2 separate regions of the Drosophila melanogaster genome follow, and region 1 is linked to region 2. Evidence: chromatin contacts called from public targeted proximity ligation data. All regions are on one chromosome and are shown on one strand. The core of a region is the stretch at or near the end of the contact, and the rest is flanking DNA. Distances in the headings are between cores, read along the strand shown. Region 1 holds the start of osp (outspread). Region 2 holds the start of CG42680.

Evidence for each region.
Region 1: a targeted proximity ligation map of the Kc167 cell line shows a contact between it and region 2, with 4 times the contacts expected there. A contact is called at or near these places in 15 of 107 Hi-C or Micro-C datasets (the Clone 8 cell line, the Kc167 cell line, the OSC cell line and 7 more) and 1 of 7 datasets of targeted methods (the Kc167 cell line).

What each region holds. Positions count from the first base shown.
Region 1 is chr2L:14,687,632-14,692,434 of dm6, reverse strand. osp (outspread) reads left to right here and starts at 3,095. Exons shown (of 12, transcript NM_001169504.2): 1 at 3,095-3,969. The coding sequence starts at 3,757.
Region 2 is chr2L:14,584,959-14,589,772 of dm6, reverse strand. CG42680 reads left to right here and starts at 1,539. Exons shown (of 2, transcript NM_001201881.2): 1 at 1,539-1,550; 2 at 1,615-1,853. The coding sequence starts at 1,539. The coding sequence ends at 1,785.

The sequences.
Region 1 (4,803 bases), core at 1,846-4,345, 100 kb before region 2:
TGGGAAACATTTGCTTAGCCTGTCTGAGCTAAAACTTAACTTTAATGGGCTTGAGATACATTCAAAAATCTCAAAATGTTTTGAAAGACTATAAAACCAATATGGTTTGAAAAGGCGATTTCAAATGGTGTATTAAGTAGTTTAACTGATTCCAGATTTAGTCGGAAAGCTAATAAAGTCATCTTGGGTAATTTTGAAAGGCGCAGAATTTTAACGACCTGGCGTGCGGTAAGGACTATGGAAATATTTAGGGAAATAGGTTTTTCATCTTCATTGTTTGTCTTCCACATTACTTTAAATTCATTTGGAGTGCAAGGAGTTGGTGAGAGAAGGTGATGGAGGGGGGCGTTAAAAGGGGACAACTCAACTCGTGACTCGATTGACATTTGAATGAGAGTGGAAAATGTGCAAAACGAGTGGCGTTCGGTGGCTACCAAAAATAAAACCAAAAAAAAAAAAAACTCGCACACAAAGTGTGTCCCCCTTCCACATCGAAATCAATATTCGGTAATGCATTTTTCGGCTATGCAGGTATTACCACAACAACAATAACAACTTAGAGCGCAACAATGGACCCGAAAAAGAAGCCATTATCATGCAATGTTTTGTTGCAAGGCAGCTGCCAATGCAATCGAGGTATTTTCGGCAATTGCACAAGAGTCAGCCAAATCCGAATCAAATTTAAAATCAACTAATTACCGTAAATGCCAGACCCAGAAGCGAAATGGTCAATGAACTCGCTGCTTGCCAATGATTATCACGTATCACTAGTAAATATTTAGCTCAATAAACACATCGTTCGAAATGTCTAGTATTTAGTATACAAATAGTTTATCTCAGATGGAAACTATTTAATATAACAGTGTTCCAAAGTTAGCTCTAAATTAATTTTGGCTTGTTTAAAATATACATAGGTATGTATGTACAATATAATCGTTTTGTTTTAGTTTTAAAATTCATAAGTATTAATTTGTATAATATAAAAATGTTATAAATACCACTTCGATCATCCAAACTCAATAAAACGTATGGAAGTGAATAATGTTGGGACTTACGTCGCTTCTTCATTTCACCTTTATTCTCACCGGCTCCTCCTCCTTAATTCTTTGAGGGCAGCGCCAGACATTAGTCTTTCCGTTGCGAGATCCCGAACCCCCCCCCCCCATCTTTACCCCTCATTACACACAGAGCCCCCCATATGGTAGGTGGCAGTCAAAATATTTGATCGAGGGCCGACTCCTTTTTACCTCGTTCCCTGCGGCCTTTACCTCTCCCCGCAAGCCCCATCAAATGCCAGAACCCTTGACAAGCGTAATTAATCAATTTTCGTTCTACACAGAGAAAAAAACGTGGTATAAGCACATAAATTTCCATATGTTGTAATTTGACATTACTCCTAATTTTTTTTATTAAGTTCAATCCAATTTATTATTAATTGTTATACTGTTTATACATTTACCAAAAGCATATTGTTTTTATATAATGTGCTTTAAATATGTGTCATTTTTTCCGCAGTGCATTGCCTTTTATTTATATTTTTGTGGTGCCTGAAAAGGGTTTATCTCTATTGCCTTCTCCTTCTGTTCTGCATCGCACTTGAAAATTTGTTGACCGAGGTTGTTAATGAAGTGTGCAGTTAATTGTTATTGTTATGGGTACCGCTTGCTCTTGTTGTTGCATTGGCCTTTTCTGGCGAGATCTGTAAACAAATTGTCTGTGGCATGAAATGATTGCCTTTGCCGGCTTTGATTTTTCCACCAGCATAATTCATTTTTCCAGTTCGAGAGTCAAAAACCTCATCAATTACAAGACGGAAGTGTGGCAACATTCGTGTGGCAAGCTTAGCAGCATGTTGCTAAAGAAAATGTTGAAAACTTCTGAAAGTCTAGTTTTATAGTTTTTAACAACATACACCTAAAATAAGTTTATTTTAAAACTATTAAATTCCCTTGACGTAAATTCAGGAACCTTTATATATATAGAAATTATAACTACAATAGAATTTATTATTCGTTGTTAAAATCGCCAGCAACATTTATTGCTTTACCTTGCAACATGAAGCAACAAGTGCATGAGGCTCTACCAACACTATGAGAGGAATTCGACTGTGAAACTAACATTGCGCGCTTAGAGATTCAATCGGTTAACATCCACCGATTCGGATATTTTTGTTTGCCGGATTTTTATTTATCAACAAACTTTGAGTATCACTTAAGGAAATTTTTGTCTCGTTGACAAATACAAAAATTTTAATCATTGTTCGCATATCATAGATTTATTCGCACAATTTCAAAATACTCTATTTTAAGTTCACCCCTTTACTTTAAATTATTTTTAATTTATTTAAATTAACGTTTATTCATATGGCAGTTGGAAATGGATGCAACTAACTAGTCTGTCGATTGCTTTTGCAGATTCGTAGCTTAACGTTTGAATAAATAGAACATACTATTTGTTGATGCATTTTATTGCTTAACAAAAGTATGTAATCCCTGGATAACAAATTAAGATTTAGAAGAAATATACGAATAATACTTTAAAAAGCAATAATAAACCAAAAAATCATATTATTTGTAACTTGGCTATTCTGTAACTCATGATTAACAAGATTAGTCAGCTTTACCTAAGTAAGTTATTTTTGTAGCATTTTATCCTTTTATCTTTAGTTTTTGGGCAATTCAACAAACTTTAAAAGAAAAATCGTAAACTGTTAACTTAACATTTACCTCAACAGAAGCTGTTGCTGCAAACAGAAACGGTTAACATTGCCGACAAAAGAGAACATGTGCAGAGAGAGAGCGGAATGTTATACCCTTTCAGAAAGTTTACTGAAGATTAATAGATTGAGCTATATAGTTTATAGTTCCTAAACTATTTTTGACTTATTTTCTAAAGTACGAAAGACATTCCATATGAAGTATAAATAAATATGAATATTAAATACATATTATTCGAAAGGGTATATATACGCAAACTTGACGAAAATTAATTCCCATAGTTACTTGTTTGCGGTATTTCTCCCTGTTTCAGCATGTTTCAGTATTTTTTGTGTCTCAACATGTTTCAGTATTTTTCGGTGAATCGGTGCGATTGCTCATTCCGTTTTGAGCAGCGTGCGCGAACGGTGCTTCAAAAAAAGAGCGCGTTTTCCGCGCGAGCATAAAACAAATAATACCGGGTCGACGAATATACCACTAAAAATAACAACAAAAATACGAGTAATACGAAAGAAAAAAAAAACAAAACAAAAGGCGGCGAAGAAGGCCAAAGAAGAAAAAGCCCCAAACTTCTGCTCTGGTTCTCGCGTGCGCGAGTGTATGTGTATTTGTTGGGCTTACGCGGGCGTCCGTGTGTGTTTTTGTGCGTAATTGTGTGCATGTGTGCCAAAGCTAAGAAAGCGAAGTGCAAAGCGAAATTGAATAATTTCCCCATCTCTCTTTTTCGCTCTCTCACTGAGCGTGTAACCAAATACCCGAAAATAAGAAGTTTATCAGAGCTGATAAATTCTGAAGTGCCGAAATAGTTAAGAAAGGCTGGCTTTTAGAGCCAAAACAAAAACAAGCCAATGTTTTGGTTAACGTAACTTCGCGTCCTTGCAAAAAGTAAACGAAAAACAAAACAAATCGAGTTAAAAATAATAGCCATGCCATTTCTGCGAAAACTCTAAAAGTACCACCATTTCCGCACTCTCTTTCTCCTCTGCAAGTTTCCCCACTCTTTTTGTTTGTTGAACCGACGCAGCAGCGCACTAGCGAAATGTCAACCACGACAATAACAACAACGGTGCCTGCCGCCCCCTCGAAATCGGCACCACCCACTCCAACAACAACAGGCGCGGCAGGAGCAACAACAAACGCTCGCACCGCCGACTGCCGCAAGTTCACGCCGAACATTTTCAACAAGAGCAAGTGCAGCCACTGTTTTCGACAGCGGGAGGAGCACTCGGCCGCCGCCTTGGAATGCAATAGGGTGAGTCTCGGATTTTTCACCTTTTTGGACAAGTTATAAATCCTAAGAATAGAAGATATTGTTAACTTATAGGAAACAGTGGTATAAATATTTATTTCATGTCTATCTATAACTGTTTTAAGTTCAAAAGAACTACCTAATTTTAGTTCGATGTTCTGTTAAAACTTCTAACACCTTGCCCAAAATTAAGATAAAGTGCCTAATGAGAACATTCACTGTACTTGGAGTTGAGGGAAGTCACCCTGGAAAAACTATAGGATAAATTTAGTTTTGTGTGTGCTGAATAAATCTTTATTTAGTTTCCAATTCTGTGCGGGCTTTTCTTTGTTATTCCTCTGTTCCGAAAATTATAGTTCCATTTGGTTCTTCGTCTCATCTCAGGCTTCTTGTGCATCTTGCTGCAGTTTTGGGTGACATTTATGGGAAATATATCTTGTTGGGATTAAACTTAGTTGTGAACATTTTATAGATATTTTTATGTCTTTAACATTTTGCAGATGGGCAGTGAGAAAGTTAGAAATGCAGAACGTTCGCAGACATATCAGTTTAAACTTATTAATGAGCTATGACTGGACTTTCATCATTAATTTTAATTAAAACATTTTTAAAGAAGACAGCATAATCTGATCGGTAAACATGATCAAAGCTGACATTTAGTTTGATTACAACGACTTTTTAAGGAAGAAACTAAGTTCTTGACCAAGATTAATTCATTAATATGACCTAAGGCATCGGTTTGCCCCGGGCAAAAACATCTTCTAATCTTGAAACTTTCGTTCAATCAAGTTACAAAAATCGCCAGAAGACAGCCAGCATTTAAACAATAAACAAAAT
Region 2 (4,814 bases), core at 290-2,789:
GAGATCTGGCTGACAATTTGTCAACTACTCGCCCAGCTTTACTTTGCTAATTTAACTGCTGTTTTAATTAGTCACCGCGCCTCTAGAGTATTAGCGTTAAGTGACTAGCTTTGGGTTTCGCGAGGGGTGTGCGCGTTATTAATTGCCCGGCTTTTAGCAGACGATCTCGATGGCCGAGTGGCAGGCAGGTGACAGGCAGCAGGAACTTTTAGTACCTTTACGTTTCTGGTGACTTTCTTTGGCACAAGTCACAAGCCATAATTTGTCATTTTAAAGCATTACTAAAATCACTTTTAATATCTATATTGCCATTAAATCATGTTTCACCAACATCCCAAACACTTTTTTGAAAATAGGAACTTCTTGGAAAATGTACATATTTTATACATTTCCTTCCACTCTTTCTGCAAAAAATCAAAGTTCTTAGAAATTTTTTTTTCATTTCTGCCTTGGTTAAATGGCTGATTTCTAAGTAAGTTAGAAAGTATTAAAAAGGAGACCTACCCGACGCAGGATTCTCCTTCCTAACAACTTATTTTAAATACAAAAGGATTATTTTCTTGTTACAGAATGCAAAGTTCCTTAGTTAACAGAAGTTTTACAGTCCTGTCAACCCTTCGATAAGTTTGGTGGTGTCGCCGCTACTTCGTTAAGTTGGTGTAGACAATACACCAACCATCGTAGTTCGAAACTTAGCTATATGTAAATTTACACGCGTAATAACGTTAACCATTTGTAGCCTATATGTAAAATAACCCTTTATTATCTCATTGCTGTCCATTGTCGCTAGATGGAGCAATATATTTGAATGAAGGCATTTTTAGTTAAACTTTTATAAAATTATAACGTTGGTGGAATTAGTTAAAATAAGAAAACAGTTTAAGGGTAGGCAATTCGTTTTGTTGGACGGAAAATATATCTCATTGCCTTGACCAGTGAATTTCAATAAAAAAAGAAATCGTAACATATTGGAAAAGCATGACCTTGAGAAATTAATAGTTATATCAAAGACACTAGAATAGTTAAAACTCCCAATAAAAATGTGTTACTGTGCAGATGAAGTTGTTCGTAAGTTGGACAGATTGAGTGATTATAATAATTTTATTTAACACTAAATCAATTTCATCAAGCTGTTCTTTTCGCCGTTTTGGCTGTTGTCCTGATGACTACCGTTCCAGTTTTCGCGAATCTGCCACAATGTGCAAACCGGAAGGGCAAACCTATTAAATACAATACCGCACGAAGAGGTTGATTAATCATATATAGAACCCCCATATAAAGCCCCAATATAGTAAGAGCCTATGATGAATATTGGTAATTCTCCAATGCAGTAATACCAGGAAAAACAATATTCTTGATTATTGCGATTCTTTGGAAATATTTATGTTCTTCCACCGAGTTACAATATAACCCAGCTCCCAATTATCGCGGCTTTAGCGTGTAATGATCATACTGTGGAAGCGATAAGAAACTTCTCTGGGGTATAAAAAGCATTGCACTCTGCAGAAAACACATTCTTTAAATTCAAATCTCGCAAGATGAAGTTGTTGGTGAGTTTAACAGATTTCTCAATCCATTATGAGTTAATTAAACAATTAAAACCATCTTCACCAGGCTGTTCTTTTTGCCGTTTTGGCCGTTGTCCTGATGACTGCCGCTCCAGTTTTTGGTAATGTCCCACAGTGCGAACCCACCGCCGACGCCGCCCAAGGAGGTAGCTATCCAATCACGGAGCTGATGCGAAACGGCAAACCTGTTCATTACAACATTGGAAGAAGAGGTTAACTGATCATGAAAAGAATACAATTGACATCAAGTGGTAATAAAGCAGCGCATTTTAGAAAAGATTTGTTAGTTTTTTGCACATGGTAGAAAGGAATGCACAAATCGACAACCAATAACATCTCGGGAACTGTGAGAGTTAGAAGGTTGAGTTTAAGCATACAATTGAAAATTCTTCTTAGCACTCACTCTACCTAAATACTTCCTGATAGGAATAGCGTTCATTTTTGTTTTAGGTATAAAGATATATTATGTTTTGATGATGATCATCCCTTTTCCTCTATTGACGATCAACTGCAAGTTACATCTACGTCGGTTCAACAAATATGCCCACTTGAACCCTTTGCTTTCCAGTTTTCACGAATCCGTTTAAGCTACAATTTTCCCAAAAAGCTCACATGGCAAGAACACAAATTGCGGATAGTAACCTGCTGACTAGAATAGACAGGCATGGTAGAATAGACAGGCATCCTAATCTAAGCCGCGCGTGTAGAACATCATCTGGCACCGCGAGCTGACATGCAAATTAAAAAGCATATGCTTTGACTCCTAATCACAAAGCACTTTCATTCAGTGACTGCTCTACCCCACCTCGTCCTTTTTGCCAAGCTCACTTGATGGGTGACTCTTTTCTTCCGCCTGTCAGACGTCGCTGCCGTCGCCTTGTCCGCGCTCACATCCGCGCACACATCCGCGCTCCCATCCGCGAACACATCCGCGTCCTGCTCCGCCGCCTGACGTTGACATTGATGTTGGCTGTTAGCTGTTGGCTGTTGCCTCTTTGAATGTGTTGCCTGTGTTGGGTGGTGGTGGCTGATGCGAGTGGCTGCCATTTGGGTGCGTGATGGATTTCTGCAGCACTCCGAGTCGAAATCCAGCGACTCCGACAGCTCGGCGCACAACTACGCCCCAAATGGCGCAAAAAGCGAAATCCCCCAAAATGATTAATGACTTTTCAAGTGACTGGCAACAAAACCAAGTCACCAGTCACATAACGAGCCTCAACAAGGATCAAAAAATCGTGGCTGCACTGTGGAAAATCTTTTCTTGTATAGCTCGAAATAATATGAAATGTAATCTCCATAAATTTAAGCAAATAGAAAATTATTTATTTTTATTATAAAACTAAAAAATAATATCTGAAAAATCTGAATGTATTTTATTTCAGTATTTTCTCAAAGTGTAATGGCTCGCATAGTGGGCGTCTCAGAAGAGAGCCACAAATTAGTCTCAGCAAACGAGGACGCGACTCCTAGACACTGACTCCGACCCCAGATCCATCTCCGAGGATGCTCCCCCTGCTCCTGACACATCCAACTTCCACTTCTAGAAACGTTCTCCGCTGCTTCGGGCTGCTCGTCTATCTTTGACATCACTCTGGCTGAGTGATGGGGCTGCGTGTGTGGGGTCCTTGTCATTGGGATTAATGATTTAAATGCGGGGGAGGGGTCGTTTTCTTCGCTGGCTGACTCGAACTGTTGTCGTGTCATTAACCAACACTCTGGCGTGCCATTTTCACCTGCAGCTGCAGTCATTTTTCAACACTGAGCCAGTGGGATGGTATCGTTAATTGCAGGCAAACGTCAAAAGTCGTCTGTCAGTCCAGAAACTCCCCAATCCTCCAACCTCCAGGAGGCTCCTAGCATCAAGCATCAAACATCAAGCTGAAGCCTGGCTTCTCGTCCACGTCCACATCCACGTCAGAAGCTGTCAGGCTCACAAAAGTATACATCACGGCCAAAAGTCCCAGTTCCCAGTTCCCGGTTACCAATCTCAATCCCCCTGTTTTCAGCCAGAGTCCAGGCCTGGTCATGGTCGATAGTTGGCTGTTGCTGTTGCAAAAGATTGATGTGTGCTGTACGACGTCGGCAGGCAAAACGGAAAATAAATGATGTTGGTGATTATTTTTCTTCATTGAGCGGCAGTCACTGCTGCCTGTTCGCTTTGCCGTTGTTTCAACAGCCATTTTGGCCATCAATCTCGTAGAAGCATCAGGCGAACCCAACGGGCGTATTCGAGGTGGCCATCAACTGGTGGACAGGGGGGTTTGCTTGGCAGAAGGGGCTGTACTCGCACTCGCTTATTCATTCATTCATTCATTCATTCATTCATACGCAGCACATTTAGACAATCTATCAAGTTAGCCTGACTCGAACTGGTTCAAATGGGTGGTCAGTGGGAGGTGGACAGAGACAGAGAACATGGCGTTGAGCACCGAGGATCGGTGTTTATGACAATGCACCAGTAAAATATTTTGGTTAATCTTATAATAGAAATTCTAAACGCTTAGGGCTCCATCAAATTTTGTTGAACCAAGCCACAAATTTTGTTGATTATATGCCACTACTCCATTTATGCCAATAGCACCAGCATTTCCTTGAGTACATATCTCCATCCATTACGGTGCCACTATTCTCAACCAGGACATTACCACAATAACGCCCACAACTCTCTCAGAACATCTGCAGCTCTCCTTCTTGAACGAGTTTGGAGAAAAAGTGCAATCTCATCAATTACTCGACAAATTTAGTGCCAGAAGACCAAGTCATTGGTCGGTTGGTGACTCTGCGGGGTGAAACACACCCGAACAGTCAGGGGGCAGAGGTCGGGAAAACGAAATGTCCGGATGCAAACAATAAAATACATTTTCCGGTTACTTGTCACCCACTTTTCTATCGGGTACGCCTTCGTCTTGACCCGCCGGAGAGGAAAATCCCTTTCTCGGTCTGAAAAGAAGTTGACACATGCTGCCGCCATCGCTCCTTTTCCACTATCCTTTCCAGCAAGACCGGCAGAGCCGGCAGATCCTGCACAGCTGCAAGTTCTCCGACTTGCTCCGGGAAACTCCTCGGCAATTGCCAACAAAGCATTTCACTTTTTCGGTGGGAAAGCACATTTCTTGCTGTTGTTGTCGTCCAAAGTCATGTCGACAATAGCTTTAGCTTTGCTTTTGACACTTGGTAAATGGCGCCCGCCCGCTGAGCGACTGCAGCCAACATTTTGCCCACAACTCTCGGCTTCCCCAGCTTCCT